2 separate regions of the Arabidopsis thaliana genome follow, and region 2 is linked to region 1. A link is a contact called in public capture Hi-C data. All regions are on one chromosome and are shown on one strand. The core of a region is the stretch at or near the end of the contact, and the rest is flanking DNA. Distances in the headings are between cores, read along the strand shown. Region 1 holds the start of CESA2 (cellulose synthase A2). Region 2 holds the start of AT4G39420 (spatacsin carboxy-terminus protein).

Region 1 (5,153 bases), core at 2,150-4,649:
GAAACATACACTAGACGTGGTAACTCATTACCATCCGTATCACGAACTCCACTATGACCCAAGAACACCTGTCATTTACAAAATCTCTTAAAAAGGCTTCGGTCTGAAGATATATTGAGAACTAGAGTGCTCATTCCAATTTAACAGATCCAGGAAAACAAAGTGAAGAGGACAAAAACCGCTTTTTTTTTGCCTATTCAATCAAACTCATCATTACCTGAATCATTCCAGGATGGTCACGGACGTTGTTTCCAGGCCAAGGAGTTCCATCTTGCATAGTCCAACCTTCCTCAGGCACTTTCTGTGCAGTAGCAACCAGTGCATTTATCTTCACTTTAAACTCCTCATAATCTCTCTGCAACAAACAAACAAGCAAAAAACGTAAATCAGATTCTTGAAACAACACTTTTATGATAGGATATACTCAGAAAGAGAAAAAGCAGCAAAGAAAACCTTCATAGCACGACGTTCCCTGACAAAAGCAGGATGAACTTTGTTCTTCAGGTAATCCATCTTCTGAGAAAAATACCACTCAGGAGCTCGTGGCTCGATATTAAACTTCTTACAAAAAGGAACCCATTTTCTAGCAAACTCAGCTGTATCAGAGAGAGCTTCAAATGTAAGCATAGCTGCACCATCGTCTGATACATAACACGCAACCTTATCCACAGGATAATCAACTGCTAGAATGGAAAGAACTGTGTTTGCTGTAATCAAGGGTGGCTCTTTCAACGGATCCACTGTACTAACAAAAACATCAACAGGTGCTAATCCTGACGGTTTTCCTTCCTTCTCGTACCTTATGTAAGAGAAATAGAGTTTCAAAAATTTTTGGGAATGTAAAAAATGAATATTTGCAGACAAGAACTTTTCAGGTTTATGTTACCTGAGAGAGAGTCTATCGAGGTATGTTTCACGTTCTATAGGATACCATTTGGGGAATTGATCAAGAATCCAAGACACTGCAAACCATATCTCGCATATAACTGACGTTAACCATAATCCATATGCATCATTGACTGGATGGAGAATTCTATAATGAAAGAAAAGACCAAGAATCGCGAGGCGACACAGAATTAACATCCTGTAAGGATTTATTCTGCTTGAACGAATAGGTAGCTTTCTTGAGAGAGGTTGTCTTCCTTCATCCATCCTGAATTAGCACGAAAAATGTTTAAACAACAATAAGAAAACAAAACCATTGAACACAAAATTTCAGAGCATCATTTCATCTGAACTTTTGTTAGATTTTAACAACTTACATAGGCATGTCAGGATCATCTAGTTCGTCGTCATCATTGGAACCTCGACCATTGTTTCCTCCTTCATGCTTAATGACTTGAAGCTTTTCGCCTTGTCGTCTCTTCCAAACTTCCATACGGTCCTTCCAAGCAACACTTCCATAACCATATTCCGCAATATCTTTCTGAGGAACCATTGATCTCGCCTGTGCTGAAAACAACAAACAAAACCATTTCATAACTCATTAGAAGGTGACCAAATCATATAAGAAGAAAAATTGTAGGAATCATAAAAGTAAACACATACGAGGTGCAGAAGAATCTGTAAACGGTGCAGGATAGACGCGATTCCCATATCCCGTTGAAGGAGGCACGATAAGAGCATGACGATCAGAATACATATCAGCATCCTGAAAACACATAGACTAATAAGAAAAAGAATCATCTAAGCAACAACATTGTCAGAGAAAACAAACAATTTGGATTCCTCACTTCATCACAATAAGTCAAAAGAGGAATCTGAGAGCCAGGTGGAGCTGAATCCAATCCACCACGACCGGTGTTAAGGCGTGAAGAGAGTGCGGCTTCAGCGGCATGTTCAGGGTCCATCCCATGATCAAACTCATACTCAAGATCATCAATGTCTTCTTCTTCTTCATCATCTCCATCAACCCGTGGACTACCTTTAATCCTTTTGTATCGAGTTTTGCACTGAGGACAAGCTTGATTTCCTTCTCTACGTTCATACTCATAGCATGGTCTACAAACCGGGAATGCGCATTCGTTGCAAGCAACAAAGAGCTCACTGCTAACCGTTAATTCGATTTCATCTCCACAGATTTGACATGTTTGCCCACTCAGTTCTTGTACTGATCGTATCTACATAGAGAAATGAGAACACATGAGTCTTTTTAGTATTTTCATCAAATTGCATCTTAATCAAATCCTAAAGATGATAAAGACTCAAGAAAACATTCATCGATTATGAATTACATAATTGTGAAACTGAATTTCATAAAGTTGTCATTTTTACATAATTGAGACAGTTATTAGTATCTGAATCCAGGTGAAATGCAATAAAGACCAGCTCAAATAAACCAAGAACAGAATTAGTAATATAAAAAAATGGACTTTCTTTGAACTTATTGCTACTGCTACAACATTGAATTCGGTTCTCAGGACATCTCTGCCGACACGTATGAATCATGCAACACTACTTGAAGAAAAGAAAAAAGAAAAAACAGAACATGTGGGTTGCGGCATTACTCCCTAGAAACTTCCAATTTCAGATCAAAATATTCCATCTAGATTCTCATAATCTAGATCCCAAAGAAAGAGAAAAAATTAAACTTTTTTCGTCACAAATTCATACAAAAGTTATTCTTACTCTGGCACTCTCATCGGCGTTAATGAGAACGAATTCGTTTCTGTTGTGAGAGCCAGCAATGAGCCGACCACCAGTATTCATGATGTCTTCTACACCGAATCAAAACGAATTGTCTCTCTTACTCAAAGACCTTGACCCGACCCGGCTAGGATAATGGATCCAGACTGTTGAACTCCCATTACATACAGATTCAGAGCATGCACTAGTAAGAGTGGAAGACGAAGGAGACGAAATAAACCGAATCGACAATAAATGTTGGCTCGGGGATAATTATTAAATAAAACCAAAAAAAAAAAAAAAGAGATCCCGAAGGAGAAAAAAAACGAATTTTCCCGGAGACAGCTATTGATTCCACAACAAGCAAATAAAGAAAGAAAGAAAAAAAAACTGTTTTGGATTTAAGTGAGTGATTCACTGATTCAAAGAGAATTTTACAGACTGACAAAAGCAATGTGGAAGGGTTTGTGATAGATTAGATTGGGATAAATAGGAATGAGAGAGACGAGATTCAGACACCACCCCTGAGATAGAGTTGTGTTAAAATGTGGACAGCAAATTGAGACTGAAAACAATTGTATGTATATACAAAGAGAGAAACGTCACGAAATAAGTGGGTCCCGGAGAAAACGACGCGATGGCTATGGTGGTGGTGGAGCTGGACTCTGTCCCACCTTCAAGAGGAGTTGGTGAACAATGAAAAAAGAAATACAAAAATAAAAAAGACACTGCGTGAACGAAACTGAGATATTTATACAAGTTCTTGAGAAATTTTTGAGAGGTGTTTCTGGGAAAATGGGGTAGTGAAAGCTACACTGTTTATCGATACGGATCCGGGTCCTCGTGATCGGGTCCAGATTGATGTCATTGTTTTTTACCACGCTGTAATTTCAAGAAAGCCCCTGAAGATTGATTGTCTTCTATTAAAACCCATATCTTATTATTCTTATCGACCAATCCATATATCAAAGAAGTTGTGTTTAGGAAAATAAAATATTGTTTAGTATGCGCAACTTTATTATGATTGGATGATCAGATTTATTTTGTTAATTATTGGATCATTTATTATATACATCCAAATTATTATGTAACACGTGAATATTATAAATGATGGGAAAAAAAAGAAAACCAAAGTTTAGAAGTTTTTTTTTTTTTTTTTTTTTCTGTGTAAGCTTCTAAGTAGGTACACATAGCATAAGAATAATTTGGTTGTATTAACTAAACAATGTTATTCAAATCCGTGACCGTTGGATCAGTATCTTTTCCAAACCAACTTTGAATAAACAATTTGTTTCTTTGTACAAGGTAGAAAATATTGTCGGTGGCATAACCTTTTTCTTTCATTTTGGAGACATTTCACAAATAGTTTAAAACGTGGAAAAAGTTTACAAATTATGTTTTTTTTGGTTGGCTAAATTAAAATTATTCTGGCGAATTCGTAACACATAAATCATTCTGCTTTGAACAAACAACATTTGAAAGATCACATAGTTTTTCCCCCATCTAATTGATCTAAATGCATTAAAATAAACTAGGTTACTTCGATTAAATTATGAATATGCCATAATGATGTTAATAAGCATTATAAAAGCTGATTAGAGCCGACGATGTCATCAATGCATAGATTACTATATTCTACCGAACTATCGTAAATAGTATTGTTAAAATGTCTCTATCTTCGCAGTATTAGGTATAAATCGATTATTTGATGGCGAAATGATAACCGAATCATTATTTGAATGGTACAAAGTTAGTCTTTCTATCAAAATGAATACAAGATAGCCACAGGTGAACAAAAATATACAATACGCTCCTATATAAATGTTGCTAAAAATTGCCATATCAGCCGGCCAAGCAGCTGGAAAATAGAAATGTAATTATACAATTGGTTTAGTCTTTTAAAACTACGATACAAAAATCTGAAATATTTTGAACACTTTTTACTTGAAACTAGATTGTTGTATTCATGGGAGTACAAATATTCGTCGGTCGATATATGGGCCATTATTTGTTCAAAAATCAAAAGCTTTTGATGGCCTACAAGGCTCCACCAACAAATCTGGAAATTTATACAATTCATGATTAATTAATAGCACAAACATATAATATCGGCACCGACGGAAACTTACCACTGTGAAGAATAGCCAAAAAGATAAGATGAAGCATGTGTTTTAAAATGTTTTCACTGTATTGCAGTATTTTGAAACTGGCGACTAAAATAGACAGGCATTGTTGTTAGGATCGAATTATTGTGCTATCCACAGGAAAAAGTTAGTACTAATTTATTGTTAAACTTTTCCCAATATATTCTAATTTATTGTTAGAATCGAATTATTGTGCTATCCAGAGGAGTATTTAATATTCGCTCTTCGGGATTACATTTAAATAAGCCAAATCTTGTGTATATTATTATGATAGGTCAATGACTGGTGTCTTTTTCTTTCGTGTTAAAACTGGTTCAAAAAAAAAACAGAAGAGAACTATTTTAACTACTTTTCAATTATTTTATCTACTGTGTTATGTGTGTT
Region 2 (4,706 bases), core at 64-2,563, 43 kb before region 1:
AAAAAAGATTGCATCCACTGCTTTGAGCCATCAGAAGAAGAGACTCTTTCCGGTTCTGATTTCTGACTAAGCCTAGAAGGTCCCCACTCAACCCACTCCCCATGCCTCAGCTCACCATTTGGTTTGCCTTTGGCTTTGTCACTTAAATCTTTTGTACAGCAAAAAGCGTGGACCGTAACACCATGATTTCCAGATACAAACAACAATTCCCTAAACAAAGGATCTTTGTGCCGATTGTAAGTATCCCCACAACTACCCCAAGCAACAGACTTTGCATCAAAGATAAAAGGGAAACTATTGCAACTAGAACTGCAATTATCTACAAAACCAGGCTCACCAGAACCAACTCCTGATCCACAAGGAGATTCAATTTTCTCTGGATCTGACCCACCAGAGCATGAAGGACTATTCAACTCTTCATTATCACCACTTAACGAAACCTCACTGCCAATGGACCTCCCTGATAACAGCGAACAACGCTAATAAAATGATACGCATATACATACACATATGAATAAGAAAGAAACAAGTTATTACCTGCAACCAAAGGAAGCAGTAAAGCTTCGGAGTGGTAAGAGAGTAGTAATAACAACTGCCTCGACGGAGAAATAAACGCCTCGCGAAATTCTGATAGCTTGAGTTGAAATTGAGAAGGTTCCCACTTGTGCAGTTGCAGCAGAGTTGGGCCTTCCTTCACCAACTTTTCCATCCTATTTGCTTAACACTATACACAAGCAAAAGCACATATCAAAATTCAATAAGAACAACGAACTTATAACCCAACTCAACACCAATCACAGCACCAACGAACACAGTAACGTGAAAAGGAGATGCTAAAACAGCGAGCAACGGCGATTTCGAGCTATAACCTTAAAACCCTAGAACAAATTCGATCCAGGGAAACAATTCAGAGAACAATAAAATACCTTGAGAGAGATCAAGAGCAAGAGCAAGAGCAAGAGAGACCCAAATCAAGAGGTTGAGATGAGTGGCGAGATGAAGCAGAGAGCTATCGCGAAGGCATCGCTACTTCGATTGGGAAGGGAAAAAAAAACCAAAAAAAAAAAAAAAGAAGTCGTACGAAAGATGATGAAGATGATGATGAAACATTTGACGACGTGAGATGGAGAAATCATTGGTGGTTTCCTCCGTCGATGATTCGGTTCACGCCTTCACGGACCACCGTGTCAGTCGTCTGTTTCTGTGCTTACGTGGAATTTTGTTTTTTTTGTTATAAAAAATTATCAACCAAACTAATTGGGCTTTCTGGGCTTTATGTAAACAAAATATCTCCTCGATATTTCTTACATGGGCTAAATAAATATTTGTACAAGTTCAATGGCCCATAAGTGGCCCGAGCCTGCACCTTCCTTGGGTAATGTGTGTAAATGTTCTTTGTATAATACTGTAACGTAACTTCTCTGCTTGGTCGTTGAAAAAATATTTCCGGGAAAATAAAGGAAATGGATATAAACTTGTAATGGCAAACATAAGTAATAATAACGAATGACTTTTATGGTAAGGTCTTTTTTTTATTCATAGTATAATTTACTCTAAATTATGTCATATTAAAATGGGACCCAGTTGCGTATCACCAAACTAAATTATGCCAAAATAAACTCAGAATTAAGTTTTTGATTGGTGCAGTTATGTCCAATCATTTGTTGGTCCCTCCATGTTAGGGTTTTCAGTTTCACTTGATTGTGGATTAATTAGTGTTACAATTCTTTTCCCATGTTTTGACATTTGTCACTGAGGCTTTTTTATCGTCTTTTTTACCCTCAAGACCATAATTGTTGGTACCTAATGTTTTAATTTGAAGTTACTTGCTTAATTAGAGCAAATAAATAAATATAAGAAGGTACTTATTACTTAAAAAGGAACAATGAGAGTTATGTAGAACCATCAACATATATTTTTGGACTTAAATGAACCCGAAAAAAAATCTGTAGTTTTTTTACGGATATGACAAAAGAAAACTATATGCAAAGAGATAGGCGTAGAGAAGAAATAAGAGAGGCATTGAGAGAAGTCGCATAAAGTGACAGAGGAAGGACATTACAAGACAGCTTTGGATGGTCGGATCAATATAATGTTGTCAAATTATAACTCTTAACAGACGCAGAGTCCCCGCATGGTGTCATCATTTATCTTCATGCCCCGCTCTTATATTTCTTTCAGAAAAAAATCTTCTTCCTTTTAAAAATCTTCTTTTCTTTCCTTAGCTGTCCCTTATATTAAACTAAATCTTTATAAATTGTTATGCACATATATATGTGTTGTAAATTTGTACGATAAAGATTCTATTATTCCCTTTTTGGTGGGTTTCATTAGTTGTGATTAACCCAAAAGTCAACTTTATAAGTATGTTGTGTTCCGATTTTTTTGTTTGTTAGAAAGTCAACGAGATCAATGTTTTTTAGTATTAGATTAGATACATGTGTAGACAATGGACTCATTCCTCCAGCTTCACTCGCTAAACTGAATTGTTTACGGTTCTAAGTAACTCATTATTACTGTTTTATTTTCAACTCGTCTAGGCACCAAATTGCTGATTCTAGATTTCGTAAACAAACCACAAGTTTTGTTTGTCAATCCTATCCGATTTGCCGGTTACTCAAATCTATGGGAACAGTCCGAACGAACCGGACAAAACTAGTCGTAGTTACGGTCCTAGTTAGACATAAAGCTTAAAATGAAACTAGCAATTGTACAGAGATCACTGAAAATGTAATTATTGAAACTGTGTAAAGCGAGAGGAAGAAAGGTGATGGATGTGAAAACGAATAATGTAAAATTTCAAATACATATACGAACAAAAACAAAGTAAAAATATAATAAAAACGAAATGATTACATTCGCCAACCCACACTCCAATCTCTTCCCCACTTCTGAAGGCCCATTAAACAGATTCATATTATTACTTATAAAAAAAAAACTTTTTCCCCAATTTTTTTTAGTAAATTCCAATTTCCGTCGTTTTGGCCAAATGTAAATCATATGATACTAAACACACACGAACATCAACGGTTTAAAAAGAAACCTATGTCATTACGAGTTACGTGCATATTCGTTATACTATCATTCTCACGGACCGATGTGATGTCATAGTGACGCTGTCCTTACGCTCAAGGGAAAATGAATGTACAAACTATAAATAAACACATGCACATCAAATCTCTTACAAACTATAATACATATTCAACTGTAATATTAGTACCGTCCCTAATCATTTAATTTATATCGCTGTGGTATAAACAAAGATTTTGTTAAATATGATTATCAAACATGTTCGGTTAATTATTACGGATTCAAAACATAAGAAATCACATAATTATCATTCACATAATTTATATCGCTGTGGTATAAACAAAGATTTAATTACTGAATGTTAGTTAGTGTATAAGAAATCACATAATTATCATTCTTTTTTTTTGTATGGTTAATCAACAAACGTACGGCGCCAATTACGATACTTACTCATGATGTAACGACTAACTGATGTTACTATTATTGACGAGGTTCCTTTTTAGTTTTTACCGACTAGAAAATCAACACGAGTGAATGTAAAATAATTTTGTTGACCGTTTAACCATGCATATAAATTAAATTTTAGTTAACTGGTTTTTTGAAACAGAAACAAAAAAAGTCTTCTAAATGGATAATGAAAGTACTAATGCATTAGAGGGAGGAATTAATTAATATGTGCGTTGTTGTAATTAGAAACGTGTGATTAACCTTATATATATAAGTGTAATATAGTATATATAATAACTAACTTGATATCATAAAAATACTGATAGGAGGTTATCATGCGTGTATTTATATGTATGTACACAGATATATATATATATATATATATATATATATATACATAAAGTAAATAATAAGTGGGCTTGGAATTTGAGAAACGGTGGGGTTTCGGAACTTGATGAAACGATTACAAAATGCGATCTTGCAAAAGGTAACAGACTTTTCTCTCTTGTATGATTAATACTAGTGTATATTTTACGAATTTATTTATCTTTTCTTAGGTACAGTTTTTTAACGAAAAATGTCAAATAGGAGGCTAATTCATCAAATCATAATCATGATATCCTCATTTTTATTTTTTTTGTCAAAGATCATGATATCCTCATACAGGTACAGAGTAATAGATTTGCACCTAAGATTTTTCATCATTGCTCCTCCTAATCTATATATTCCTTTTTGGATTCCCAAAATAATAGCAATCGTATAAATTATTTGAGTACTACATCAAATATGAAATCCTAGCTACAAGAAAGTGATAGATGTGTGTATATTCCCATCACATCTCCAGCCATTTTTTTCCATGGAAAATGATTTCAGAATTTAACTTCTAGAGGATTTGGATTTATTTTGGAGAAATAATGATTACAAAATGGTGCAACTATCCTTCTCTATTCGTTTGAACGATTCAAATATGATCCTCCTGCCTAAATATATGGATTTTATGTTCAAAACACGAAATTCGCTAGAAATAGAAGTATTGTATTTTTCCCAAAAAAGAATTATAGTGTTTTGTAGAAATAAAATACAATACAAGAAGAAACTAAATTATTAATTTATTTTATTGAATAAATACATAAAAATAGGTGTATAGAACACATGAACGCCGTTTGAGGGACGTAACGGGACGCCGTGACAAAAGCTGGCTGCCGTTTAAGCGACACGACGTTAACTCC

What was found. Capture Hi-C pulls out chosen DNA fragments and counts their contacts.
Region 2: a capture Hi-C map of seedling shows a contact between it and region 1, with 1.7 times the contacts expected there. A contact is called at or near these places in 13 of 26 Hi-C or Micro-C datasets (callus, cotyledon, leaf and 4 more), 2 of 2 datasets of targeted methods (seedling and shoot) and 1 of 3 other capture datasets (seedling).

What each region holds. Positions count from the first base shown.
Region 1 is chr4:18,294,634-18,299,786 of TAIR10.1, reverse strand. CESA2 (cellulose synthase A2) reads right to left here and starts at 3,399. Exons shown (of 13, transcript NM_120095.4): 1 at 2,629-3,399; 2 at 1,734-2,120; 3 at 1,549-1,651; 4 at 1,263-1,452; 5 at 887-1,153; 6 at 454-799; 7 at 218-355; 8 at 1-68. The coding sequence starts at 2,709.
Region 2 is chr4:18,335,734-18,340,439 of TAIR10.1, reverse strand. AT4G39420 (spatacsin carboxy-terminus protein) reads right to left here and starts at 1,313. Exons shown (of 26, transcript NM_001160821.3): 1 at 927-1,313; 2 at 538-724; 3 at 1-460. The coding sequence starts at 709.